Regions from separate parts of the Mus musculus genome. Here region 2 is linked to region 1. Evidence: chromatin contacts called from public HiChIP or PLAC-seq data. All regions are on one chromosome and are shown on one strand. Each heading gives the region's core, a stretch centred on a gene start, on an enhancer-like site or on the middle of the called end of the contact. The rest is flanking DNA. Distances are from core to core; before and after follow the strand shown. Region 1 has its middle 3.2 kb from the start of Gm26296. Region 2 holds the start of Mtbp (Mdm2, transformed 3T3 cell double minute p53 binding protein).

Region 1 (5,527 bases), core at 1,132-3,631:
TGATATACTTTATTGAACAAACCTCTATCATGTGGCCACTGTAAGCTGGGGTTTAGCCATTTCCTTGATTCATTTCCTAAACTGAAGCTTTGTAAGGAGGCTAGAAAAAATAAATATGTTTTAAAGAGACTCTTAGGTCTCTCAATGTGTCAGTTAGGCTATTCAAACCATAGATCCCCAAGAAATAGAAATCACCCTAGGAATCTCATACTGGAAGGAGGAAACAGCTCCAGGGGAGCCAGACGTGAGAATTTGTCTCCCTCCCCAAAGATTTCCCATAGCTTACAGGACGACAGTGAAGCCCAGACTATTCTGGGTGGGCGGGGCTATGCATCCACTGTTACTGCTTAGATGTGCATGACAATGGCCAGCTGTCTAAACTCTAATCTCTTCTCATTCAGGATCCCAAAGAGTTGGGAGGGCGCTGAGTCTCTTTGTCTTTCTCCTGCAGTTGCCTAATTGAGGAAGGAGAAGGTAGCTGAACTGTCTGGTACTTCAAGGTTTCCTTGTTTGTTTGTTTGTTTGTTTGTTTCCCACCAGCTTGGTTTCAGACCCAGGACTTGGAACTAAGGAGTATATTTACATATCAAAGCAGACCTGGCCTCCAGGTTCACCCAGCCTCCCTTGGTCTTTAAGAGGCATCCCCTGCACACCAATCTTGAACTTTCCAGCCCAGGGGCAGGGCTGACTTTTCCCTAGCGGCTCTTCCCTATAAAATTCAGACTCCAGAGGGTGGGGAGGAGGAGCCAGGGATCAGAAACAGCAGCATTGTGGGTAGGTAGCGACCCACCCCTATAATCCCAGCTGTCAGGAGGCTGAGGCAGGAGGGATGAGTTTATAGACAGTGTAGGGTCAGTAAGACCCTGTCTCTAAAACATAAATTTAAAAATTTAAAACGTGTTTTGCTCTCCAGGAACAAGTCTTATTCTAGATTTTTCTTCCCCATTAAGTGCATACCATGACCTTGTGCTCTTGGCCCTTGCCCATAAACTGGGAATTTTATGAGTACTTATAATGGAATTGTTGTAAACCTTCCATAGAAAACATTTAGCAAAGCATATATTTAGACTGCAATAAATACTCTATGTTATTTCATGTGCAAGTGTGGGGCTTGAGGCCCTGTGCAAGCTGAACAAGTTTCCTAGCACTGAACTATACCCACTGCCCCAGCATTTACCTACTACTGCTCGGTTCTTCTTTTTTCTTTTCTTTTTCTTGTTTTTGTTTTGTGTTGTTTTGGTTTTGGTTTTAAGATGTATTTATTTTATATATGTGAGTAAGCTGTTGCAGTCTTCAGGTACACCAGAAGAGGGCGTCAGATCCCATTACCGATGGTTGTGAGCCACCATGTGGTTGCTGGGATTTGGACTCAGGACCTCTGGAAGAGCAGTCATTCTTTTCTTTTTATTGGCAGCGGCTGGCTATGTGTCCCAGGCTGCTCTCAAATTCCTGAGCCTCCTCCCTCAGCTTCCTGAGTGTTAGGTGGGTGTCACTAGGTTTGGTTTCTATTGGCTGATAGGTTATTTCTCCACTGGTGAAATGAGCCCATTCAAGCCAGATTAGATTATATACAGGCAGGTTTATTGAAAAGCTGCTCTAGGGTCCAAAGCCATCATGGGGAGAGAGAAGTGGGGAGCGGGGAGAGAAAGAAAGGGCATGCACTGGCTGCAGAGAGAGGAGAGGGAGGGAGAGGAAGAAAGGGAGGGAGGGAGGGAGAGAGAGATCTCTGTGGGAAGAGCAGCCCAGCACCTGGGATGGAACGTTCAGGGTTGGGGGGTAGGATAGACGAAGTAGGGACTGAGGGATGCTGGGAGAACCTGGAGACGAGCTATGCTTTGATATGTAAAATATGTCCTCAGTTCCTTATCCCGGGGTGGGGGCAGGGAGTCAGAAACCACACCTTGGCTATTTCTAAGAATGTTTCTCTGACCTCAAAATGACTACCTGAACCAGCAAATATATAAGGTGTCCAGTGAAAAATCTTAAAATGTTCTGTTAAGTTTGCTGCTTCCTCCTCTTGTGGACCCAGCCAGGAGAGTGTGCCTGACAAGAAACAGGCAAAGAAGCCTCTAAGTGAATAAATAGGAAAGGGACTGGACTATTCGGTACTTGTGATACACTTGTGATATGAAGAAACCAAACAAATGTTAATGAAGTAAGATGGGCCCCTGCGTTCTAGAACCTTCTACCATGTCGGGCATGTAAAGTGCTAGTTTTCACAGTGGATGCAGCTCATAGTGGTGGTGAGAAAAATCTGCAAACACAAGCGTTCCTTGTGTCCCTCAACTCACTGACAGGCCTCCGCAGCCTCCCATGTTCCTCAGAGCTAGCTGTGTTTGTTTATGTCGGTCTCTGCTGTTACATATCGGATCTGGGACTTTTCCTGCTTAATATTTAACTTGCCCCGGGGTTCCTGTGCCACACAGCTCATGGACTAGCAGGGTTGAGTTTAAGGACTCCGTGTTTGCTGTCTTAGCCTGCACTGCCGCAGAAACACAGATTTTTTTTTTCTTTTTTCTATTTTTAATCAGGTCTTGTTCTGTGTCAGCCACCCGTACCTAAACAAGGTCGATATAAAAGTTACAGCAAATTAGACAAAGCCCAGGCTATCCGATGCTCCGCCCAGTCAGACTGGACCGCCAGGTGCCACTCTCCACCTTCATTAAGCCCTTGTTAGGAATCTTTGTGGACCCAAGCATAGCAGACTTCCAGAAATGGGCTTAATATTTAACCCCAAGGGAGCAAAGAACAATAAACATGAAATAAAGTCTCACGAAGCTACAAAAGAGTCACGCAGGGAAAAACTGTCAAGTCCTGGGAGGAAGGAGAGGAGACCTTGTAAGGTCTTGACCTAACGCGTCCTTATTCTGCTGGGTGTTTTGATAGATGTTCCCAGCAAGCAGCAGCCGGCGCTTTTACTATCTGACCACAGAAAGCCTGTGTGAACAGAAGCGCTGGGAGGTGGTGTGCCTTACGTCATCCCAGCACGAATCTCCAACACCTCTAGACTAGTCCGCCCCCGACGAATGATGTCTCAACTAAGATGTGCTCAGGACAAGCCGCTTCTCTGTAATCAAAACTGAATCTCCAACATATCCGGAGAGTGTAGCTGTGGGATATACCATACTGCAGCTGTACACATGTCAATCACTTTATTGCTTCCCTAACAGGCTGTAAAAACTCTTTGGAATCTGATAGGGCAGGACCTAGATACTGCTATCTAGCCTTGTGTGGCAATGATTTTACGTGGAATGTTTAAGCACGCACTTAGTGTGTGCATATGCTGTTTATGTGTGGGTGCACATATGTCACAATGCAGGTGTATATAGAGGTCAGAGGACAACTTGTGGTCCCCTGGTTTTCTCCTGCTACTAAGTGGGTTTTTATAGGGGCTTAAATTCATTCACCAAGGTCAGTAGTAATAAATTATTTCTCTACACTGGACAAGTAAGTCGATTCAAAACATTAAAATATGTATAAATGTAAGTTTATTGGGAAGGGGCTCCCTGGTGGTTGAGTTCATGGCCCCAAGGGAAAAGGCGGGATAGTCATCATGGGAACGGACACAGAGGGGAGGGGAAAAAGAAAGAGAGAAAGCATGTGTATAGAGAGAAGGAAAGGGGGAAGACAGAAGAGGAGGGGGTCGGAGGCCAAAAGGTCTGATTATATAGGGAAGAGCCTCAGGGGGAAGGGCAGCCCAGCCCCTGGGCTGGAAAGTTCAGGGTTGGGGGAGGGATATGCAGGGTTGGGACTGAGGAATGTTGGGAGAGCCTGAAGGCGAGGTCTGCTTTGATATGTAAAAATATTATGCATCTCAGTCCCTTGTCCCTGGGTCTGAAGACAAACAGTTAGTAAGGCTCTTTACCTGCTGAGCTATCTCACCAGCCCTACATTTTAAGTTTTGATGGTTATACTTGGTTAGTTATTTCTACATAATTTAAACATTTAGCTGATTAAGATTTTAATTTAGGCAGATGTGGTGGTGGCCTGGCTCTAATCCCACAGTATGTGGCCCGCTGAAGAAGCTGGAGGGTCAGGAGTTCAAAGTCATCTTCAGCCTCCTATCAGTTTTTAGGCTAGCCTGGGCCACATTAAGAACCTGTGTATATAAGAAACAAAACAAACCAGCACAAACAACCAGGGGCTGAAGAGATGACTCAGCTCTTTAGAGTACTGGCTGCTCTTAGAGAGGACCCAGGTTCATTTCCCAGCATCCACAGGGTGGCTCTGAACTCCACCTGGTGGGTCTGTAACTCCAGTTCCAGGGAGATGCAATGCCTTCTTTGATCTCTCTGGGCATCAGTCAAGCATGTGATGCAGACAGAACATTTATACACATAAAATAAACATTTAAGATCTGAAATAAGAGAAAACAATTATAAAAATTTTATAGCTATTTTATTTGCTTTCTTATATTCTACCCCCTCCCTTCCAACCCTTATTCCCTCTATACCCCAATACCAGGTAGGATAGAAAGGTTAGTCTAGAAATGAGGTGTAGGTCTCTTTAAACTACTTCCTACTGGATAGGAACATTGAGTTCCTTGGAGGAAAGTCCAATCTTTGTCTAGTTAGGAAATGTCCAATTTCTTCTTATCTTTTTTTTTCTCTAGACCATCAACAACAGCAGGAGCAGGAACCATCAGGAGAAACAGTCACACACACACACACACACACACACACACACACACACACACACACCCCTCCTTCAAAGTTCCCTCTCAGGGCTGTGGCCTTTATACTCTTTCCATATTCCTCCTAGGAATTATACTATCAGCAGCCGGCAGAATCATACCCCAGCCAGAGCAGGCATGAGACAATTAGTCTGCTGCTGTGGACAATCAGAAGCAGCCCCATATTCCACTCCTGGGGTTAAGACAAAAGCATGTTCATATAAGATAATAAAATTCTCACTTCAGAGCCGGGCGTGGTGGCGCATGCCTTTAATCCCAGCACTTGGGAGGCAGAGGCAGGTGGATTGCTGAGTTCGAGGCCAACCTGGTCTACAAAGTGAGTTCCAGGACAGCCAGGGCTACACAGAGAAACCCTGTCTCGAAAAAACAAAAACAAAAACAAAAACAAAAATTCTCACTTCAGAAATAAGTATACCAAAAATACCAAGATGATTTGCCAAGTCCTGCATAGCCTTGTGGAAGGGTCAGCATGGAGCAGAGCTGGTCATGGGCTTCCATGAGTGTTGCTGGTTGCTAGGCGTAAGGTAAGGCTTGTTTGTATAATAATGTATTACACTTCATGTTCCTCCTTCGGGAAATATTCTCCCTGTCAAGGTCCATGATAATTAGAAACAGCAGGAGTCCAAGAGTTAAGGGTGTCTAAAGATCCTCAGACATGGTAAATACTGTGACCTTTAGGACAGCCCTTAAGACTGTGGGAAAGAACTCTGAAAACATGAGTTCATGAATGTATAGCTTTTCAACTGTACAAAATATAAGGATGCAATATGAAATGTATAAGGGGCTTCATGGACCTAAAAGAACAAAGGCAGCTGCATTAATGAACCAGCTTGT
Region 2 (5,803 bases), core at 2,799-5,298, 290 kb before region 1:
ATACCCAGATGATTGTATAACTACATCTCCAGCACTACCCTCCTGTAGTTTGAGATATAGGCATATCTGTTCAATTTTTATATCTACAATACCTTACTAGGCAACTCTCCATGTGTTCTACACAGGACATCTTAGTTCCTTCTTCATAATGCCACCTTCTTAGCAATGCTTCCTTCTTAGTAAATGGCACCAGCCAGACTTCTAATGTCAGTTATGCCTCCTTTCTCCTAACCTAAGCCACCTCAGCATTAAGTCAGGCTTTCTCCCTCTAACTGCCCTCAGATAGCCACTGCCTACATGCTTGCTGTCTGAGCTGGCCATCCCCAGTTCTTCAGCTGATCTTCTGCAATAATCCCGATAGCTATAACCTTACCTACTGTGCCTAATGTGTCTGATCCAACTAGAGTACTTCAGAGCAGATCTGCAGGTTGTGGAGACAGCTCACAGATAAAGTACATGCCATGCAACTGTGAGGACTCCAGCTCACATCCCCAGAGCCCACATAAAAGCCAAGCAGGTGTGTCAGACACCTACAATCTCAGCATTTGGGAGGCAGAGAAGGGGGGATTCCCTAGGACACACACACACATATGATAACAAGTATATACACATAAATAGCCCACACCCACTTAAAAGAAAAGCAATGAAGAAGAGGAAAAGGTGGAGGAAGAGGTAGAAGAGGTGGACGAGGACGAAGACGAGGAGGAAAAACATGAAGAACAACAACATCTGATCATCTTCCCTGCATTAAAACCTTTAATGGCTGTTGACTACAATTAGGAAAAAGCCCAAATACCCTGACACAATTTACAACGATGTCGGCATAACTATACCAACCTAGCTTTTTAGTACGCAAACCATTGCCAGGAAAAAAAAAAAGGTACCATGCAGTGACTGATCGTGACACTACTTTCACAGTGTGCTAACTAGTCACTGAACATCTTACCATTCAATTTTATGCAGAGAAAGCAAAATATCTAAATTTTGTTTCTTCCTGGTCTTCTGATGTAAACTCATTGTAGTAATTTTTTCCAATAGATAACCAGAAAAGGCATTTGCTGAGAAAGATGAAGAATAGCAAGAAAACAAAGTTATGGGTGCTAAAGTGCTTTTCAAACCTATATAAATAGAGTTCTAGGTTAGTTACTGTGACAAACATGCTAAAACCGGTAACGATGTCTGTCCCAGGGAAAATGGTGCTAGCAAGAAACAGTCAAATTAAAGGAATGCATGGATAGTTCGCAAGACTGACAGCCCAAAGAAAAAACACTAGAAGCTGATAGAACTAGAGTACAAGTCGCCAAAGCACAGAAACGATGCTAAATCTGTATAAGTTCTATGATGGCAAAGTAGAACTTGATGCCCGACTGTTTTCAGCAGATTTAACAAAGAAACAAAATACTTCAATTGCACTGTGTCTCATGTTATAACCTACAGAACACACAGTAAATATTATCTTTACTATTTCTTTCACTGTCTTACATATTTAAAACAATCAGTGTTTTAAATTCTTTTTAGTTGCATTGTGTGTGTGTGTGTGTGTGTGTGTGTGTGTGTGTGTAGACACCTATGTGTCACACTCTGTGTGGAGATCAGATAGATGACTTGCAGGCGCTGCACTTCTCCTTCAGTATAGGTCCTGGGGAATGAACTCAGGTCATCAGCCTTGAGAGCAAGCAACCCCACCCACTGAGCCATTAAAAACCAACAAGAGTTTTTAATTAGCTTTGATAGGAATGTTACAGGTCATGGAACAATTCTACTGTCTAATTGATTATTGAACTGGGATGGTCTTGCATGCCTTCAGTACACATCACTTGCAGAGTTCTGCATTACTGTACAAAAGGGGTGTCTTATAAGAAACCCTGTCCTTCCAAGCAGAGTGAATACTTTCATGAGAACCCAGTCTAGAATGTTTTAAAGAATTCGCTAAACTTTACCAACTTCAGAAATTAATAAGAGTACCATTAGAACGTGGACAACAGGCTAGTACAGTGCCTACATACTGGAAATCAATCCTTAGTGGTGAGAGCTGCCCCCGAGACTAGAGGTTCTCCAATAAGGAAGGGAGCCGATTATAACAGAATCATGAGAGCTGCAGCTCTCAAAAGGAGGCTATTTTTTCCTGCCAACTATAGACACTTCCTTCAGCTTGTAGGATCTGATCTGTCTCCATATTCATATTTTCTGGGCCTTAAAGGATATTATCAGATGGAGAAGTAAAAGAGAAGAAAATTATCAAATACATTTACAAATAGATATATTTGTAAAGTACCAATAGAACTAAAAGTAGGGAAGATTTCTTGCCCCCCCCCCAAAAAAAAAAGTAGTGAGAACTTCAGAAAGTCAAAGCAGATGACTCAAAGCTGTTTTTGCTTTAAGAGAATCAGTAAAATAGACAGGAAAACAACACCCACATGTGGTAAAGAAGGCAGAGTGGGAGCTGTAACGGGTTGTCTTTACTCAAGACAAGAACCCTTCCACAAGCAGGGCAGTGGTGGCACATGCCTTTAATCCCAGCACTTGGGAAGACAGAAGCAGGCAGATCTCTGTGAGTTCAAGGCCAGGCCGGTCTACAGATAAAGAGTTCCAGGAGAGCAAGGGTTATATGGAAGCAAAACTCTCACAATGGGAACCCAGAATAACTTTTATAAAAACTTACAACATTCAAATATCAGGAAGGAATAGTAATGTAGTTGAGGTTTTCTTTAAGATACCCCCATAGCCCTGTGCCTCTCAAGTCAACAAGTCTTTCTTGTACTCCTAGGTTATCAAACTGACTGATTTCCAAAAAAATGCTGTGTCAGACTTTGGGGGTGGGGGGTGGTGGTGGATAGGAGAGGAATTTCATTACCATTACACTTCTGTACTTACCAGGGAATGTACTGTCATCTGGATGGATTGAATCGCTGATGCTTCTCTTCAAGAGGTGATAAATATTGGTTGCGGTCAAATCTATAAAAATAAAGACCTGACTCAGTCATCTAACTCAAGAGTTAACATAATCTAGGGCCTGTTTCCATTTCACTATCAGAGGATCTGAAGGCCAGTAAGTTGTAGACAGAATACATGTTGACCAAGTCTATTCAAGTGCTGACACCGCAGAGAAAACAGCCAAGTCTCCTCATTTGTATATGCTAATCAGTAACAAGAAATCAAAACTTCCTTCCAAAAGAAGTATATACGAACTATATACATTTCTTCCTAAAAATGTCTGCTTAATCAAAACAAGGAAAACGTAATATTGAGATTAGTCAAGTACGCCAAAAAAGCAATGCAGCTAAAATCTTTTAAAGCTGGTCATTTCTCTTTTTTTAGTGTGGAATGTTTCCTTCATAGAATGTAAAACTCAGATCTGCAGAACCTATCATTTCTTTCTGTGCTTTCTTCAAGGTGGTAGGAACGCCAAGGGACACTTCTTTCTGCAAGCATACCTTCCCTAAAAGCAAAAATTCGATGACTATGCCACCAGAAGATTCAACCAGGCAAATATTCAGTTCACCAAGCACTTGGGACACTGGCATCTAATACCCACAACTTTATATCTTTTCCATTGACATACTACTGCTCAGTTCTTATAGAAACTACTTCAGAGAGTTAGTTGCACGTTCCCGGGACCATTCGACCTATGCGCCTCCCTCCGGGATTTCATCAGAAACTCAAATCCTTCGCTTCCCCGCCGCCGGTCGTTCCCGCCTCTTCTCCGCCCAGAGCTTACCGGGCTGTTTGTCGGTGCTCTCCAGGGATGTCGCCTCAGTGCCAGGCTCGATCTCCCCACCCGCCACGGATCGAAACTTCCCTTCCCTCCAGGTGACCAGCAGCAAGTACCGATCCATCCTCTTCGCGCCCGGACTCAGTGTTAGGTCTCAAAAGAGCCGCGCGCAACGTGCACTTCCGGTTTCCTGCCGCTCAGGTTGGCTGCAAAATAATGTCCTACGTCGGTTTTCCCGCCAATTATTGTGGGAAATTATTCTCTCAGGAGCCACACTCTCTGCTCCTCTCATAACGAAACCGCTACCGGCGGGGACCCGAGTGTGGCGGGGAAGCAGATGAGCGCACGCGACGGCAGTAGGAACCTTCATGCTCGGGTGTCTGTGTTTCCCGCCGGACCCGTGGTGCTGGTTCCCCGGCGGGGCGGGTGCAAAGTAAAGGACGCCGCGGGTCGGAGAGCATGTCCAGCTTCTCTAGGGCGCCCCAGGTGAGTTTGCGCGTTTCGGGCAGGATAGTGTGCTCAGTACGCTGGCGAAAATGAAGAGCAGTGTTCACAGGGATTTAGTGCAGAAGCTGAGCTTTCAGGGAAGCTGACACCCGTACCCAAGAAATGCTTTAGGAGTCACTTACCAGAGGGTTGTGAGTCTGCCTACCACTTGATATCTTTGTTTTGGCTCCTTTCTCTCCTCAGTCTGCCCCTTTCGTGTCTTTTGTTCCTTGCGGAAAGAGAGCTAAAGTGAAATAATAGGTTGAATGACGTGGGGCAGTAAAAACCACTAAAAGATGTTTATTTTTGTTTAGTACAGTAGGGGAGGGGGAAGGGAAGGTGTGGAGCTGTAGCTGATGTAGCGTAGCATGCCTGGGTTCCATCCCCAACACCGCATAAACCTGGAATTATGGTGCACGCATGTTATCCTAGCACTTGGGAGGTGGAGGGAGAAAGATCCGAAGTTCAAGGCCAGCCTTCTCCGATACTTAGTGAGCTTGAAGTCAAGCCTGCGCTGCTTAAGACTGTTTATAAAGAATGAAGACCTGTTGTAGAGTTTTGACCTAGAAGTCTTAGGCATCAGAAGGATCAAGCAAGCACTCAAGCCGCCAGGTGGAAGATAAACTGTTCACAGATGGGAGATCTTTGAAGGGCTAAAGGGAGAATTCAGTTAGAATTCTATTTTAGTGTACCACACAAAATACTCATTTTACAAGTCAGGCTGAAACATTGGAGTTCTAAGAAGTCCACAATATATATTAAAGATTTGAATGTGGGTGTAAAGAGAAACAAGAATAACTTTTAAGAATTCTGGTTTGGGCAACCGGAAGGCTGACTCATAGGGAATACTGAAACTGAAGCAGATTCTAGATAGAAGAGAAAGAATTAGTTTCTGATATGTTAATCCAAGACAACTCCTAGCCTAACACTACTTGAAGTACATTTCCTTTAAATGTAGTTGTTACCTGTCTATAATCAGGTAAATAACAGATGTGAATATTTAAAACTTTGACAGCAAGTTGACATGTGGCAGTATTTCTATTATTTATCAAGCTTTTTTAAAGTATTAGTTCACATGGAATGTGGTAAACTTGTCTTTTGCGTATGCATAGGCTAGTTTAAAATTTAGGATAACTAATATGAAACCACAAGCTTATAAGTGTATTTTTCTAGCATATAATCCTTGTGTATATGCATATGAAAGTACCTGGACAAGATCTTTCTGGAATAGAGATAATTTCCTTAGTTTGGAGGCATTGAAGACAGTGATTTTATCAGATGACCTAAAGATGTCTTGGAAGACAGGCCTGTAATACCAGCTATTCTAGAGAATGAAGTGGGGATAGTTGTAATTTCAAGCCTTTGGCGGGTACAGGGTGAACTCGAGGCTAAGCTGAGTAACTTGGTGAGACTCTTGTCTCAAAAGCATGAAAGGGGTTAGTGATGGGTCTCAGTGGTAGAGTGCTTGCCTGGTTTCTCAGTTCTCACACACACATAGACATACTGAATCTAAGCTATACTGCTCTGATTGCATAGTTGTGTTTAGCTCTCCTAGAACTGAGTTCTTGAATAATCTTCAGTTGGCAGTTGGCCACTCAGCTTTCT

The links. HiChIP or PLAC-seq counts read pairs in DNA pulled down with a chosen protein or histone mark.
Region 2: a contact with region 1 is called in an H3K4me3 HiChIP or PLAC-seq map of the SCID.adh cell line, with 27 read pairs. The contact joins the promoter of Mtbp here to the enhancer-like site in region 1. A contact is called at or near these places in 9 of 39 promoter capture datasets (the 3T3-L1 cell line, 3T3-L1-derived adipocytes, the HPC-7 cell line and 6 more), 1 of 15 datasets of contacts at CTCF or cohesin (the NIH/3T3 cell line), 3 of 484 Hi-C or Micro-C datasets (the HPC-7 cell line, the N1E-115 cell line and bone marrow-derived macrophages), 24 of 115 datasets of contacts at active chromatin or transcription factors (DN3 thymocytes, the SCID.adh cell line, T-cell acute lymphoblastic leukemia and 16 more) and 3 of 9 other capture datasets (adipose tissue, liver and pancreatic islet).

Annotation. Positions count from the first base shown.
Region 1 is chr15:55,263,090-55,268,616 of GRCm38.p6, reverse strand. No RefSeq gene overlaps it. Among named protein-coding and RNA genes, the nearest start is that of Gm26296, 3.2 kb to the right of the region's middle. Within about 2 kb of position 2,381, at least 55 of the 459 cell types and tissues checked have an H3K27ac peak or open chromatin away from gene starts, as enhancers often do. A contact at or near this core is called in the N1E-115 cell line, the SCID.adh cell line, adipose tissue and 4 more, where this site is marked.
Region 2 is chr15:55,555,653-55,561,455 of GRCm38.p6, reverse strand. It overlaps Mtbp (Mdm2, transformed 3T3 cell double minute p53 binding protein), which reads right to left and starts at 4,048. Exons shown (of 22, transcript NM_134092.3): 1 at 3,719-4,048; 2 at 2,875-2,955. The coding sequence starts at 3,836. Mrpl13 (mitochondrial ribosomal protein L13) reads left to right here and starts at 4,144. Exons shown (of 7, transcript NM_026759.3): 1 at 4,144-4,198. The coding sequence starts at 4,172.